Linked DNA regions of Mus musculus: region 2 is linked to region 1. The links are chromatin contacts, called in public HiChIP or PLAC-seq maps. All regions are on one chromosome and are shown on one strand. The core of a region is the stretch at or near the end of the contact, and the rest is flanking DNA. Distances in the headings are between cores, read along the strand shown.

Region 1 (7,381 bases), core at 2,065-4,564:
TCTGCCCAGAGAGCGCTGCCCGCGCGCTCCCTAAGCGCTCCCCTGACACTGAGCTCTCCAGACGCGCAGCTCTAACCCGACTGATGAACTTTCCCATCTCTTTGACCCTAGCCCAGTAGCGCAGAGTCCGGCTGATGGACCTGCTTCAAGGACCAGGAGATGATGCTTCAACCCTGCGCCTAGCCAAAGCTGGGCGCGCCCGGAGCTACAGGCATGCGGGTGGCTTTTGGTGACCAGGTGCATCTGCTGGCGCGCACGGCCAGGCAGCCCTAGTCTATCTTTTTCCGCTCCCCCTGCGCCTACTTCCAGTCTTCAGAGCCAGTGTGGTCAGCGCCGTCCACCTCAAGTCCCCATTCTCCCCTCCAAGCCCCCCCACACCCACCGCTCCCCACCCACAAGCTCCGAAGAAGACACGCGGCTTACCTCCCGCCACTCCGTTCATCTGGTCAAAGGGGCCTCCCAGTTCACCATTGGGGAAGATGGTCACCGACGAGGCGGCGAGGTCTTCCACCGGGTAGAGGCTGTCAGGCAGCTGGTGCATAAAACCACTGAGAGTTACTGGGATTTTGTCTACGGCCTTGGCGGTCATCATTTGCTCCTCGCACAACCTGGAGACCCAACTCCCTCGCTACCTGGAGCGCCAGAGAAGCCGTTTTTTTTGGAGAGGGGTTGAACTGAGCCTAGGATGGTATCTCCTTTTGCCCTCCACACTTAGAAAAGACCACCACAACACATCCACACACACCAAAAAAAAGAAAAAAATTAACAGAAATAAAACTAGCAACCAAGTTGTTGGCTTCTTAAAGAAAAAAAAAAGTCTATCCGTCACTGACTCTCTCCTGCCTGTGATCCGGCTGTTGGGGAGCCAGGAGTTGCTGGTGTAGTGTTATTATAACAGTCAGTGTGTCCCCTCGCCCAGCTATTAATCAATCGCTGCTCTCTCAGACGGAAAGTGTTAGGCTCGGAGTATTTATGGGCAGGTCTTCAATACCCGTGACGTCGCTGCCCATATATGGACTGAGGAACAGGGCTGGGCCTGGCAGCTTTTGCCGTCACATGGCCAATTTGCATACGGGCTTGGCTGCGCGGGCTCCGCTGAGCTCGCCAGGAACGATTTGCAGCCGGTGGACAACCACCCGGGTCTGGGGCTCTCGGCCCCTGCCTGCAGCGGGGACTCCGGACTGCAGAGTTCAGCGGGAAGAAGGCGCGAGCACCGACCCTAGCGCGGCCGCCGTGAGTTCACCCACGGCGGCCGCGCTGGTAGCTCTGTCTCTTGGGGCGGGGAGGAATTCCGGTTCTCCGAGACTTTCCAAAAAAGGAGAAGATCCGGTAGTGGCGGCTCCGCCTCCCCGGCCCTTGTTTGGGAGCCATTCCGGAAAATTAAACTTCGGAAAGAAAACCGAGCGCTGCCGAGACACTACAGTCAAACCCCTCCTTCACTTTCTTGGCAGCTCAAAACCGCAAGCAAAAGAAAAAAAGAGAGAGAGAGACAGAGAAAAAAAGAGAGAGAGAAAAAAATTACCCGCACTCACGGAAGCTGACTGCCTTTTTCTGAATTACACGGTGGAAAGTAGTGTCTGGTGATAAGAGTAAATGCGGTCTTGCTTTTTTGGAAAGTCTGTGCTATTTATACAGGAGTGAAAACGGAACAGGTCTGGGCTGTTTGTTTGTTTAAGTATTTTTAGGTAACTTGAGGGTAGGGGTTAGGGTAGAGAATGGAGCAGAAGGGCTGCGGGAGCTTCGGGGAGAAAGATCCTCGGCCGGAGGCGCCCCCTCCCTCTGCCCGCGCTCTCCCCGCCCCCTCCCCTCCAGCTGCTGCTCAGAGCGGGCGCCCTTCCCGGCGTGTCTGGGCGGTCCGCTGCGTGGGGGCGACCAGATGGAGGCTTGGACACTCACCCTGCCCGATGCGCATACACACACACACACACACACACACACACACACACACACACCACGCTCGCTCCACTTCCGCTACACACTCTCCCTCCTCCGCTGCCCTCTTACAAACCCACTCAACACACCTTACGCTACACACTACACACCTCCTCCCTCTTGACAGCGCGCGTGTGTGCGCCTGCCTGCCTGGCGACAGTCAGGATATCCTAGGAAGACACTGCCTTCATCTTCACAACTCACCAACCCCCCGCACCCCCCCCACGGGGAGGGGTGCATCCTACCACCCGCGCCTAAGGTCTACCCCAGGAATAGCCCCCCCCCCACGCCCTTGCTTAGAGCTTCCTCTGCGCTGAGTGACAACAAATGGCACAGTTTCTGGTAGCCATGGCCCCCACACGTGTTTTCCCCGGCAAATAAATAAGTCAATAAATAAACAAGCCCTTCCAGGAGAAAGCTTCCTGCTAAATGACCAAAAACTTTTAAGAGAGCTAAAACTGCTGGCCCTCCGGACACTCGGTTCCCACCTTCCCCACGCGCCCAGCCCTCTTCCGATGCGCTCTGGCTACTGCAGGGTACCCAAGCCCGAGGCTCCGGGATCTACGTAGCCTGGGATAGCAGACGCAAGCTGGGAAACTGCCCTGCCCTTCTCAGCTTCAAAGTCCCGCAGAAAAGGGATTCAGACCGGGCTAGGCTGTTCTCTTTCTTGACCCACGCTACCCGGAGCAGCGAGGATCCCCAGCGGGCAGGAGCCACGGCGCCACGCCGTGGAGGGAGCGCGGCGCTGCAGGCGCTCTCCCGCCCATCACCTGCGATGCCCGCGGCCGCAGCGCGCCGGCTCCTGCCCTATTGGAGTACGGTGGTCAGGGGAGCCCCAGTGCCACCAGGAGCCGGCTTGTCGCCGCTCTCTGAGCAGCGCTGTTCTCCTCGTGCCAACCGTGAAAGTTGTTCTCCCGGGAATGGTCCTCGCCATTACTTCAAACGCCCAAAAGCATTATCTGGGAAAGTTTCTCGATCGTGCTCTGCGCGCGATCTCCTTTCCAATTGGGGATCAAATTCAAAGGGGACAGGAGAGAACGCTCAGCGAAACCTCTGTGGGTATCCCACCCTCTTAAAAACCCTGCAAAGCCCTGTTTCGAAGGGAGAGGGGGGAGAAAAGGAAGAAATAGTGGTGCTCTTACCACGTGCGCCAGCCCGCTCCGCCTGCGCTCCGGCCAGTCCCGCGGCCCCCGCGCTGACCACAGGCAAGACGACGCCTCGGTGGGGAGCCCGACTCTCATCTCCAGCCTGGGTAGGGAAGAAATGGGGGGTCGGGTTATGCAAATAGAGGTCCCGGCGGTGGGACTCAGGTTACGGGTCCCCCACCAGCCCCAGAGGTGAAGCACCCACCCGCGCGGGAGGCGCGGGCCCTGGCGACTGCTGGCGCTTCGCTGCCGTCGGTGCACGTGGGCGGGAGGATTGCAGCAGCCGCCCCTCTCCCCCGCGCTGTCGCCAACCCCGCAGGCTGCCGCCTCGCGCCGCCCCGAGGGGGAGCTCCCGGGCGGCGGAGAGAATGGGGAGCAGGGAAGCCAGCCCAGGGCAAGACGCCCGATGATGGTAGAACTGACTGGAGCGCGGGAAGCTGGCGGATTGCCGCTACCAACCTTCGCAGAGGAGGACAGTGGGGGTAAGAGAAGTGGTTCCATACCATCAAGGAGTCTAGAAAGGGGGAGAGGGGTGGGGGGGAACCCTGTGGAAGCTGAGCCTTCCAAGAACTCTCTCACCTACCCTTAAGAGCTTCGCTGGACCCAGCTATGGCTAAACATGGGGGAGGGGAGGCAGGTGCTAATAGAGGCTAGCTGCCCCGAGGCAGGCCAGGCTCTGAAGGATGCCCGGGGCCAGTCCCTCTCTCAGCCTTTCCAGAACATCGGAGGAGAACCAGTCTTTGATAGCCTTACTTACCCCCCCATACCCCACTTTCTTCCTCCCCCCTTTAAAAAAAAAGTACAAACCTTTAAATGTAGTCAGCGTAGATAATGGAACAAAATCAAGAGCACATATTTCAAGCCAGCCCCAGCGAGCTTAGACAGATAAGTTCAGGAAAGCTAAAAGAACTTGCCTAAAGTCTCGCAGCTGGTGATTGGTGGTCCAGTTCAAATCTGCTGCCCGGTCTTCAGGATCCAAGTCCCTTGCCCTGGTCACTATGCGGGGTGCTCAGAAAGCCTGGCTCACCCCATTAGGGAAGAACACGCCGACTTCATCAATTTCATCTTGCTTTGGCATTTCAGAGGAAAGTGAAGCTGAGGTGGTAGTAGAGGGTGGCTACAAGGCAAGAGAGAGGGGGCTGTTACAGACAGACCCCTTCAGGGAGAGGGAGAATTCCAATGTAGCGACTCTGCAGACCTGTTCCAGGGAAGGAATGACCAAGCATATTAATGCTGCTGTCTTAAGAGAACCCAACCCCATGGTATCCTTCCTGGAGGCAAGGAGGGGTAAGAGGAAGGCAGGGGGTGTGATTCTGTTCTACGGAGAGGAAGAACCCTGAGATGTGGGAGTGGAATACCAAGGTGAGACCAGGATTCCCTACTTTGGAGCATTTGAACTGTTAGTGTTTAGATAAAAATGCAACAAACAAATGACGAGAGAGAGAGAGAGAGAGAGAGAGAGAGAGAGAGAGAGAGAGAGAGAGAGTTGTCACTACATGTGAATAAGACACTCCAAAAGATATCAAGTCAGGAACAATTTGCTGCCAGACTCATTTGCTTTTTCCAGAGGAGGTCAAAAAAAACCCAGGAGATTCCTTTGATGCAGGCTGCCTGGGATGAGGGTAAAGTAGCACTGTGGGCAGTTGGGAGATGGCTAGAAGGTCCTAAGGAATGCCTTGTCAGGGTGGTTTTGGACTTTCTTTCGGTCGGTCTCGTAGCTGTTCTACAAAGTGTGTTAACAGGATGATGGTTACTCAAGAGACACGTCAAATGATTTACCACATGCATTTTGATGTGCCAAGAAACGTGTTTGGATATCTTCACATGTGATGTCATTTTCCTCCCACCTGCGACTGCTGGTGGAGAATGGGAGATGCAGCCAAGGTTAGCATCCCCCTTAACCATAGACGCAAGCAAGGACCAGATCTGCAATTCTGATGGCACAAAGCACGTGGCCTTTAAAAACCAGACAAATGCTAACTGACAAATAGCTCCCCACACCTAGTATCTCAGGACAAACTTGAGGACCTATGGGTTTTAGCTGAGCTCATGCTATGCCTGACAGAGCTGTGGAGCCAAAGTTAATGACATCCCAGTGGCATAGATAATATGGACAAGACCCTTAGGACCATATTTCAGAGATGTATCAGTACTGGTTCAAGCAGTGGATGGGCAGAGTCTTAAAACTATTTCTTGATGATCAACCGTGATTCCAGCATGTGCTACACTCTGAGGGATATGATGGTACCTAGACCCAGGTCCAGCTCCGAATCCCACCGAGTTTGTCCAGCACATCACTCAAAGGCACCATCACGGTGGCTGTGTTTGCTCCCAACAAAACAAAATATCCAGCTGAGGACCTCACCTGTCACAGATCTGAAGGACATGCAAGGATTGGGGGTGGGGGGGTATGATCTCTGGAAAGAAGGTTTCGGGGAGAATGTAGGTATAGGACGGGCCTTGGGGCAGGAGAAAGCAAGGTACATTTGTGAAGAGAAAGTCCAGTGTGGGTAGAGATTTCCAGATCATCTTCCATGCCTGGCATTGGGGCCAAGGAGAGCAAATACAGGCAACGGTCTTGTGAGCATCCTAAAAGGCTTCAATCCTGGAATGAAGTACATTCCTCGGCGGTCAATAAGAAAACGAGAGTGTGAGCTTTGTCCCGTATAAAATGAAAGCATGCGTCAGGGCAGCAGAGAGACATCCTGTCAAACGTACAGATCACTTTACTAAACCTGGCTTTTGAAAACCAGATGAGCAGGCAAATGGCTGTTAACTATTTGCACGATTACTTCAACCCAGGCCCAATTCAACAGATGTTAAGTCTGGTGATAAGAGCTTAAAACCAACGCCTCCTTTCCAAATTTGCTTTGAGCTTCTGTATTGAGTGTATTATGTATGATCACATGAGAAATGAAGGTCATTACAACTGGGAAACCCACCCATGTCTATTTTACTAGCCTGTTTATATTGCCAGGTTGTGGGAAATAATTCTTTTTTCTCTTCCGACTAATGTCGAATTCGCGAAACTTTTGGTTTCATGTTCACAAAAGGGTCAGGCAGGGCATCTCTGCCAAAGCAATTGTCTCATAACATCTAAGTACAGACATTTGGGGTTTCATCTCAATAATCTCACCAAGGTGGTCACCATTTGTTAGGGTTAAGACGGTGGGTTCTGGTTTTCCATTCAAATCCCAACGTTGCCACTCCTGGCTGTGTGTACCTTCACCACATTTCATAGCTGCTCTGCCCTGGTTCCTTCATCTGGAAAGTGAATGGAATGACCATCAAGTTATTGTGATGATTAAATACAGTAATGGGAAGCTGCCAGCACACTATTGCTGCATATTAAATATGCAATAATTGTTACTTATTAAATGACTTTCATTGCTTAATGCTATGCACCAGACACAACTTTATCATTCTAGCTTCATCACTGTGTCCCTCATAACCAACCTGAAAGAACACGGCTAATCTCTTCTGTTTCATATATGTGGGGGCGAAGCCTTAGGGAGGGGACATGACATGCCCAAGTCTCTGCAGCAAGATGCAGACCCAGAATATGGACTTTGTTGCATTGGCCTCAGAGCTGTGTGTTTTGAGCTCATGCGATGCACAGCTCACATCAAATAAAAGCAGAACAGCTTTTCTTCAGATATGGAGGAAGGGAGGATTCATGGTATTTCTCTCCAAGTTCTGAGTTTCTGCTTCCAAGAATAATGAATTCACCATTACTGAGAAGGAAGGTTGGGGGGAAGAACGGGAACCCTCGAGGTAGAAGTTTTTGTAATACACTTTAAAACAGATTTTATCCTTTGAAAAACAAGGTCTAAGCTCAGAAAGCCAAGTTACACGTTTAAAGTAACCTAATTAAGATACAAGTTCCACCCTCCCCTGTCCCCCACCCCCAGAAGGATCAAAATACCGAATGACTGCTTTTTCAAGGAAAAGGTTGGGACTATCAAAGTGATTGGAAATTTAGGAGACAGATGGTACACACCTGTAAGGTCCACATTTAGAAAGCTGAGGCAGGAAGATGCCCAGTTTCATGCCTGAGATGTAGAGCAAATTTAAGCCCACCATAGGGCATTTTTGCCTCAGTATGCCCTAGGAACAAAACTTGTCTTGTGTGATCTGTCCACATTTTCTGTTACTAGCATTTTCTTAAACTATGCCCATCACCTGAGTTCAGAAGTGTGATTGCTCTCCGTGTTCCAGCCAGTAGAGTTCTGGATGGGAACACAGTGTCTTCCAGGCAGTGAGAGAACCTCAGAGATAACTCCTCATTAGTTCTGCTGGCCTTC
Region 2 (7,381 bases), core at 2,032-4,531, 51 kb before region 1:
GTTACCCAGGGACCCTGGTGGCCACGCATGACAACCTGAGTTCCCCTGGAAGTTGTCCTTTGACCTCCATGCATGCATATCAGGGTATGCCCCACCCCCCATCCACAATCAAAAGTCTCTAGAAGAAGACTAACCGAGAAGGTTGTCTGGTCTCCTAGTAACAGGAACATCAGTGCCTTTATCCATTTTATAAGCAGGCAAAGGCAGCAGCATGTCACCTTGACTGGTCTTCACTTAATCTTTCCATTCGTTTGGAGCATGGAGCATCAGACAAGACTGGGCCAAAGAAGAAAAGGTTGGTACTTCCAGTTGTATAGCATCTGAGTGAGGCACAATAAACTCTGCCTTTGATCACTTGGCCCTGAAAATCAGCACTGCGGTAAGCGAAGCTATTCTCAAACCCTCTAATAGAGTTAATAAAACTGATGGGCCCTTCTCCCTTCCCACCAAAGCACAGTAGCACATTCCATTACAAAACACACATTGGGCAACTATGGCAGTACCCTTGTGAAGCCACTCCTACCATCTTATTTTTGCATGTCTAGTGCGGTCCCCAGATGGGATGATACTATTCGTATGTTCATAATGTCTCAGTCTCCTGGAGTGAGATGATTCGGCTAGTTCTGAACAAGGGGTTGTGAACAGACACGGTGCCTGGCACTCTTGAATCTATAGAGCAATGTCACTATGGTCACAGCCCACCAAGCTGTTGCTCTGATCTCATTGACTGCCCAGACCCTAAGGGAGCAAGGGGACAGACCATTGAAAGTCGGTAGATGGCGAGGTGCCCGTGACATGAACGAAAACATGAAGTATGCATGGGAAAGCCTCTAACCTCCTGGTGATACCTCCCTGGGGATTTCTCCTGATCTATTCAAAGAGCAAGAAACCACTATGTGCCAGTGCCTAGGAGACGGGGCGTCAAATATCTGACAATAAAAAAATTCTTGGGAGTTGGGGGGGGGGGAGACCAGGCTATCGAGGGACACTTGAACACCACATACAGAATTTGACACTAAATGCTACCTGAAAGCATTTAGGTAAGGGGGTCAGCCCTTGAAAAGATGAAGCATATCTGGGGGTGCTCCTTGAAGCATAAAAGGTGGCAAATAAACTTAAGTATGAAAGTAAATATTGGTTGACCATTCCAAAGTGAATCACGACAAATTGTAAACTATAAATGTTGACAAAGAGTATAACACATTCCAAAATAATAATGTATATCTAGACTTACTTACTTTTAATTTATGTGTACATACGTTTTTTGCCTGCATGTATGAAGTGCACCACATGGGTACCTGGTACGTGCAGAGGCCAGGAGAAAGCACTGGATCCCTTGGTACTGGAGTTACAAAATGGTTGTAAGCTACCATGAGGGTGCTGGGAATAGAGTCTCCACAACAGTGGCTCTCAATGTGTGGGTCGAGACCCCCTTAATGGTCACATATCAGATATTTACTTTATGACTCATAACAGTAGCAAAATTACAGTTATAAAGTAGCAGTGGGATAATTTTACGGTTGGGGTGACCACAACATGAGGAACTGTATTATAGGGTCGTGGTGTCAGGAAGGTTTAGAACCTCTGGTCTACAAGACCAGTAAGCATTCTTAACCACTGGGAACTATGTCTCCAGCCCCAATACATTTATTAACTGCCTGACATACCTACATGATATTTATTCCCATTTTTGCTCCTTCTGTGATAATCATCTTATCATTTTTATTCAGAGACTTGGAGGAAGAATGTCTTTCTTTTAACACTTGTTGCGAGTCTGTGTCTTTATCAATGGCACATCGTCTGCATTTTTAGGATTATTGACAGCTCTGGGGCAAATCGCAGTCAAGTTCCTGTCATTGAGCTGTAGGATCTGGGAGAATTCTACGTGCACCAGCTTTCAACTCTGTCTCCAACCTTGCTTCTCCTCAGCTCTCTCCTAGTGATGAGACAATCACACAGATCAATATGAAGACAGACCCTCTGCCCCAAATCTCTGTGTTACTATTCCAGGTCTCAACACACGGGGGCAATGGAAATTGCCCTGGAAGATATGCCAGTATATAACTAGAGATAACATGGAATTGACCAGACCCATAAACTCACATCCCATTATCTCCATACTAAACGGACCCTGAGTTGTGCTCCCGTACGGCAGACGAAGGCCAAGCCAGTGAGTGCAGGCTTCCTTACACCACCTGACGTGGAGATTGGTACTGCGGGAAGCCAATGAAGCTGTGACCTTAGCTACCCCCAGCTAAAGCATCCAGAAGCTTTCTTAAAGGCTAAAGTTTTGCTAAGCCTAGACTGGCCCCTTAAGTCCACAGGATCATGGTTTGGGGGGTCAGATTGCAAACTTCATCAGGAAACCCTGAATTGGCTTCATGATTATTTCTGTTGGGGAAAAAAATCAACTTTTAATAATGCTTTCATCGGGGGGAAAAAAATCTTGAACTGATTCCAATAATCTCAGTGAATCACCATGAATCCCTCCGTCTCTCCCTGAATGTTTCTCTCCCCCCCTCTTTACTCCCCCATCTCTGTATATTTGTGTGTGTGTGTGATTGTCCACAGGAGGCAAGTCTGCACCAGCTACTCTGAGGTTCATAAGAAATACAGGCCAATCGCCAATAAGCCCAGCAGGGCCTCAAACAGGAACATTAAATTGACATATGAAACTTGGAATTTTGAAACAATTCAGATGTACTAAACAGAAAAAGAATGTGGGAGACTATCATTTTGAAGGGCTAGAACGCAAATAAAAGTGTCCGGGGTGAGTCCACATGTAAGAAATGGGATGCACAAACCTCAAACGAGGACAGAGGTTCTGTCTACTGTCAGCTCCAGTCCCATCGCGTAGCTCACTGGGCACATAGCAAGCACTAACATCTGGGGCTTGAATGAAAACAAGGCAGGAAGTAGGGAGAAAGGAGGATGGTTTGCCTGGTTTCCCTTTGCCTTGGGTAAACCACAGGTCAGGCTCTTACACTCCTCACCTACAAATGGAGGATTAAAAATAGCACCTCCCTCAGCAAGGTGTGATTCAAGATTACTCGGGTCAATGGGGAAACCTGGTGCTCAATGATAAATATGGCTATTAAAATGACTGAGCCTTGCTGGGTCTTCAGATGGGAAGCGTGGAGATAAGGTAGCCCTCGGGGAATGATTGACGGGAAATCTGCCCAAGGCCCTGAGATGTCTGCCTTAAGCATCTACTTCTGTGCGAGAATCAGATCTCAGATTTGACTCACAGGCTGGGATGGGAGGAAGAGGGTGCCCCGTGACGCGGCAGGAAGACCCATCTTTCAAGCCCCAGCTGGGTGAGTGCGATCAATAACATCCTGTCAGGAACTCTTTGTGGTCTCATGTAAATTTAGGCTACCTGAATAAAAGATAAAAACTGTCATTTCCTTCATCTCCTCTCTCATCACAGTAGCCGGGATGATTTATCTATTCCTTTGAAAGAACCGAACCAAACCGAAAACAATTGCTTAAGTGTCTGAGGTAATGGATGTCCACGTGAAACATGGGGAGAGCAGGGCAAGATGCCCAGATATTTTTTGGACTGTGGTGGAGAGGAACCATACTGAAAATGGATGTGATTAGCTCAGTGGGAAGGGCAAGGCCTCATGGGTACTTTTAAGGTGGCTTATAAGGAAAACAGTGTCATGGGTTGTTTAATCAACTCTCCACTGCAGGGGCGATAGATGATAGGTGTTTTCCAGTTAGCTGCCACAAAACTGCAGTGAACGAACAGCGAGTCCCACTCTGGACACCACAGCCCCATGTGCCGGCAGCCAGGCAGTGCAAGGTCCTTCAAAACTCTGAACTCGACTCGGGAGGTTCATAGAAACTTTCGCTTCTCAAAAAAAAATATTGTTTATTGTTTGTTTATCAAACTCACAATCTTCAGAGATATTCAGGCCCACAAAGGCAATGTGAAAAAGGGCCGGGGGAAGAACTGAGGGCCATTTTCACGTCTAAGCAAGTCCTCACAATGAATGAGTCCTTGGAAATGGGGTAAGGCTGAGGTCTGGCCTTGTGAACTGCGCTCTGCATGAAAGCCCGATTCACAGCTTGTCTCTGAGCCCTGGCATTCTGATCTTTCTCTGAGGGCCAGAGAGTCTTACACCCAACACTGTGAACATTGAAGCCCTCGAGAGGACAGGCAGCAGGGAGTAATGTGAAGAACCCCTAAAGCCGTTCTGAGACAAGGCACTAGTGGCGTCCTTACTTGGGCTGAGCCTGAAGGTTCCTCTCATCTTCTGATGAAAACAGAGCATGACGCTCTCTAGCCTAGACCTTCAAGGCCTGGGGCGGGCCCCACCCCTGAGGTCTTACACTGATTGATAAGGAGGGGTGGGCTGTGCTCCGCCTCTATGCCTCAGCCCCATTTCTGAAAAGCCTACATTTCAGCTCATCTGTATACATGGCGCCATCTTTCTAGCCTGACTGGGCTCTGGTTTGCAGCATTCTGTACTTCCCTATCTAACAGCTTGAGACTCACTAAAGATTAAAATTATACCCACTCAAATCCCAATCATCAGCAAGGACCAGGCACAAAGATCTTGTCCCACAATGTCGAGCAGACCTTCAGTGAGAACTCAACTTCCTACAATCAGGACCATAAATGAATAAGTCACAAGTCACATGGTCTCTGTGAGTCTGAGCTTCTTCAACTCCCGAAGGGGCTGGGAGCGTTCACCTTGTGACAGAACCGTGGGAAACAGTGTGAGGCAAGTCACTGGCACAGAGCCAAAGACACAGGAACAGCTCAACAGATACAATTACTGTTGTTTTAATTACATTTTGTTGTTGGGGGGACCACATGTGTGCCACGGAGAGCATGTGGCGGTCAGAAGACAACTGACTGAGTTGGCTCTGTCTGTCCCAAGTTAGACTGTCAGTCCTGGTGGCAAGTATCTGCTGACCCACCTCCCTGGCCCACACTTATGATTGTTATGGTCAATCTGAAAAGTTTGTGAAGGATTCAGTAGATAGCTTCGATCTAAGATCTATTACTGAAGGCCCCAAAGTTAGACATGTAATTTTGGCAAATCAGCCAGACTCAGTTTCATTATCCATCGATTAAGACAGTAGCTGCACTATGGTAACATACACTTACCACTTCAAAAAAAAAAAAGTCCATTTTTTTTATAATTAAGAACATCAAATACAGTAATATTAATGCTATTGACATTGCTGGTGCTATTAAAATGGCTACATTACTTCTGTGTTTTTGGGTGGTGATTTCTCTAACCTATTTCAGGTGTGATGAATCAGGTGGTATCTGCTGGGCATTCTAGTTACAGGATGGCAGGTACTGCTGTGTAACGGAGCCATTGCTCCTCCTGAAAACATCCGAAAAGCATCCCCACCTGTTGAGCTGCGGAGTTCCATTTTTTGGTTCGCCGCTGCCCTTGTGACTGTCTCTGACCTCTTCTTTTCTTTGTGCAGGCTGTGTTTTTTCCCCAGCTGTCTTTGTTAAGTGAGGACTGGTGCTATCCCATCCATGGCACACGTTTCCTGACTCTGGTAGGTACCGGAAACTGCAGCTGGTACCAGACTCACTACAGACTACGGTTTTCCTTATGTACGTGTTCCTATGATGGAGGTGAATTTATAAATCAGCGCAGCAAGATGTCAGTGAAGACAGTAGAGTAATTGTCACATGCACAATGAAACATTATGTGATTGCTCTCCCTCTCTCTCTCCCTCTCTCTCCCTCTCTCCCCCCTCTCTCTCTCCCTCTCCCTCTCTCTCTCTCTCTCTCTCAATCCTGTACTATAGTCATCCATCTGGATGATATGATGTTTACATAATGAGACTGTGTGAGGTTAAAGTAGGCCTTGTGACAACACACTCGGCTGCTATGAAAGGCTTCCTGGAACACAAACGGAGCAGCAGACCTGACAGCTTCCAAGATGGCCAAGCCACCAGAGGAAGGTAGCTTAGAAAGCACGGACAATTTGGAAACGTCATAGTTCATACCCAGGACATAGGGCAGGATAAAAAAGACTACTATGTTTCAATTCTCTTTGAACCTTCTATGTTCCCTCCCACTCCTTCTCTTCACAAATGATTGCTTAATTCTAACCTCTGACTTCTTTTTTTTTTTTCTTCCTCCCTTAGCTACCTGTCTGAACTTAGCAAAATGACTGCCTAGCAAAACGATGGAGAATCCTGAGTTTCTCTATCTGTCGAATGAGATAACTTCATAATGATAATTATAGCAATTATAACAGCAATTATAGCAACTAACACCGAAAACATACAGTATCGCAGGCGTTGCACAGAGGGCTTTGCAAGCACAATTCATTTCACGCTCTCCATGGGACTCCTGTCAACCCATCTTGTAAAGAGAAGGAAGGCACAGCACAGAATGAAACAAATTCCTTAAGAAAGACTTTTGCACAAGTCTGTGGTTGACTGGAGCAGGATCCTGACCAAAGGCCACAGCACCTTGAGGTTTATAAACTCTCTGGCCTGTCTCTGAAACCAACCTTTTAAGCTTTGCTTTGGAATGCCAAAGTCTTTACAGACAGACTACTGCTAATCGGGAGACACTGACATGTGGATTTGTCTGCAGAATTAAGCTCTCTCACTTTCTCACTTTCATGCCCATTTGTAATATGTAGCGTGTAATATGTACCACTTAGAGTAATAAAATAACTCCTATTCACAACCATTGGGCTTCCCAGGGCCATCTTGAGGGTACAGACATTTGCTTGTTGCTGGTATAGCCAGCTTAATACATCCGATACAACATGTGGTCAACATCCCAGAGAACTTTTGAAGTACCCATGAAAATGTTTACTTTTCAAACTGGAAGAAAACACTGCATTTTTTTCAAGACAAAGGAAATACTATGATAGATAACAAGGATATTTGTTTGTCAAAGAGCCATAAGTTGCATTTTTTTTATATATGTACTTTTATGGGAAACAGGACCATAATGGCAAACCCACCTGGTGCCCCTGAAAGTACTAATGTGTCCCACCTGTTGGCAAGGCGCGGCTCCTAGGGCCCCTGTGTTGCTCGGGCAGTTTCCCATCATGCCTTTCTTCGTTGGGCCCACCATCACTGTTTCAGGTTTGTAACTTCTGGCTGCGCCCTGTGAATTTCAAATGCCATAGGGAGGTCTGGGAAGAAAGTCACTAAAGCTTTATCATGTAGATAGTGTGGACAGACAAACAGGGCCCGGGCGTCAGTCTCAGTCTGTTGAGGCCACACGAGCACCCTGGGACATCTGTATTACTCACCAGAGGATACCAGAGGCTTTCTGGGTACAAATTACCTAGCTGCCAGAACACAGCCCTCAGCAGACCGGTAGTACAGAGAAGAGATTTAAAGTGGCAAGAAGCCCCATTTTGGCTACAGAGCA

The links. HiChIP or PLAC-seq counts read pairs in DNA pulled down with a chosen protein or histone mark.
Region 2: a BATF HiChIP or PLAC-seq map of CD8 T cells shows a contact between it and region 1, with 18 read pairs. The contact joins the enhancer-like site here to the promoter of Egr2 in region 1. A contact is called at or near these places in 9 of 39 promoter capture datasets (3T3-L1-derived adipocytes, the C10 cell line, cranial neural crest and 6 more), 1 of 15 datasets of contacts at CTCF or cohesin (CD8 T cells), 19 of 484 Hi-C or Micro-C datasets (B cells, the C10 cell line, CD4 T cells and 11 more), 7 of 115 datasets of contacts at active chromatin or transcription factors (CD8 T cells, DN3 thymocytes, the SCID.adh cell line and 4 more) and 4 of 9 other capture datasets (adipose tissue, bone marrow-derived macrophages, liver and 1 more).

The regions. Positions count from the first base shown.
Region 1 is chr10:67,531,432-67,538,812 of GRCm38.p6, reverse strand. Egr2 (early growth response 2) reads right to left here and starts at 3,314. Exons shown (of 4, transcript NM_001373983.1): 1 at 3,283-3,314; 2 at 3,075-3,180; 3 at 424-532. The coding sequence starts at 3,173. It overlaps Gm32255 (a long non-coding RNA gene), which reads left to right and starts at 2,633. Exons shown (of 4, transcript XR_380523.3): 1 at 2,633-3,559.
Region 2 is chr10:67,582,346-67,589,726 of GRCm38.p6, reverse strand. It overlaps Gm32364 (a long non-coding RNA gene), which reads right to left. Exons shown (of 10, transcript XR_003948892.1): 3 at 6,998-7,381; 4 at 3,249-3,379; 5 at 1,668-2,892; 6 at 135-361. Among named protein-coding and RNA genes, the nearest start is that of 4930563J15Rik, 14 kb to the right of the region's middle. Within about 2 kb of position 3,281, at least 36 of the 459 cell types and tissues checked have an H3K27ac peak or open chromatin away from gene starts, as enhancers often do. A contact at or near this core is called in B cells, CD8 T cells, DN3 thymocytes and 4 more, where this site is marked.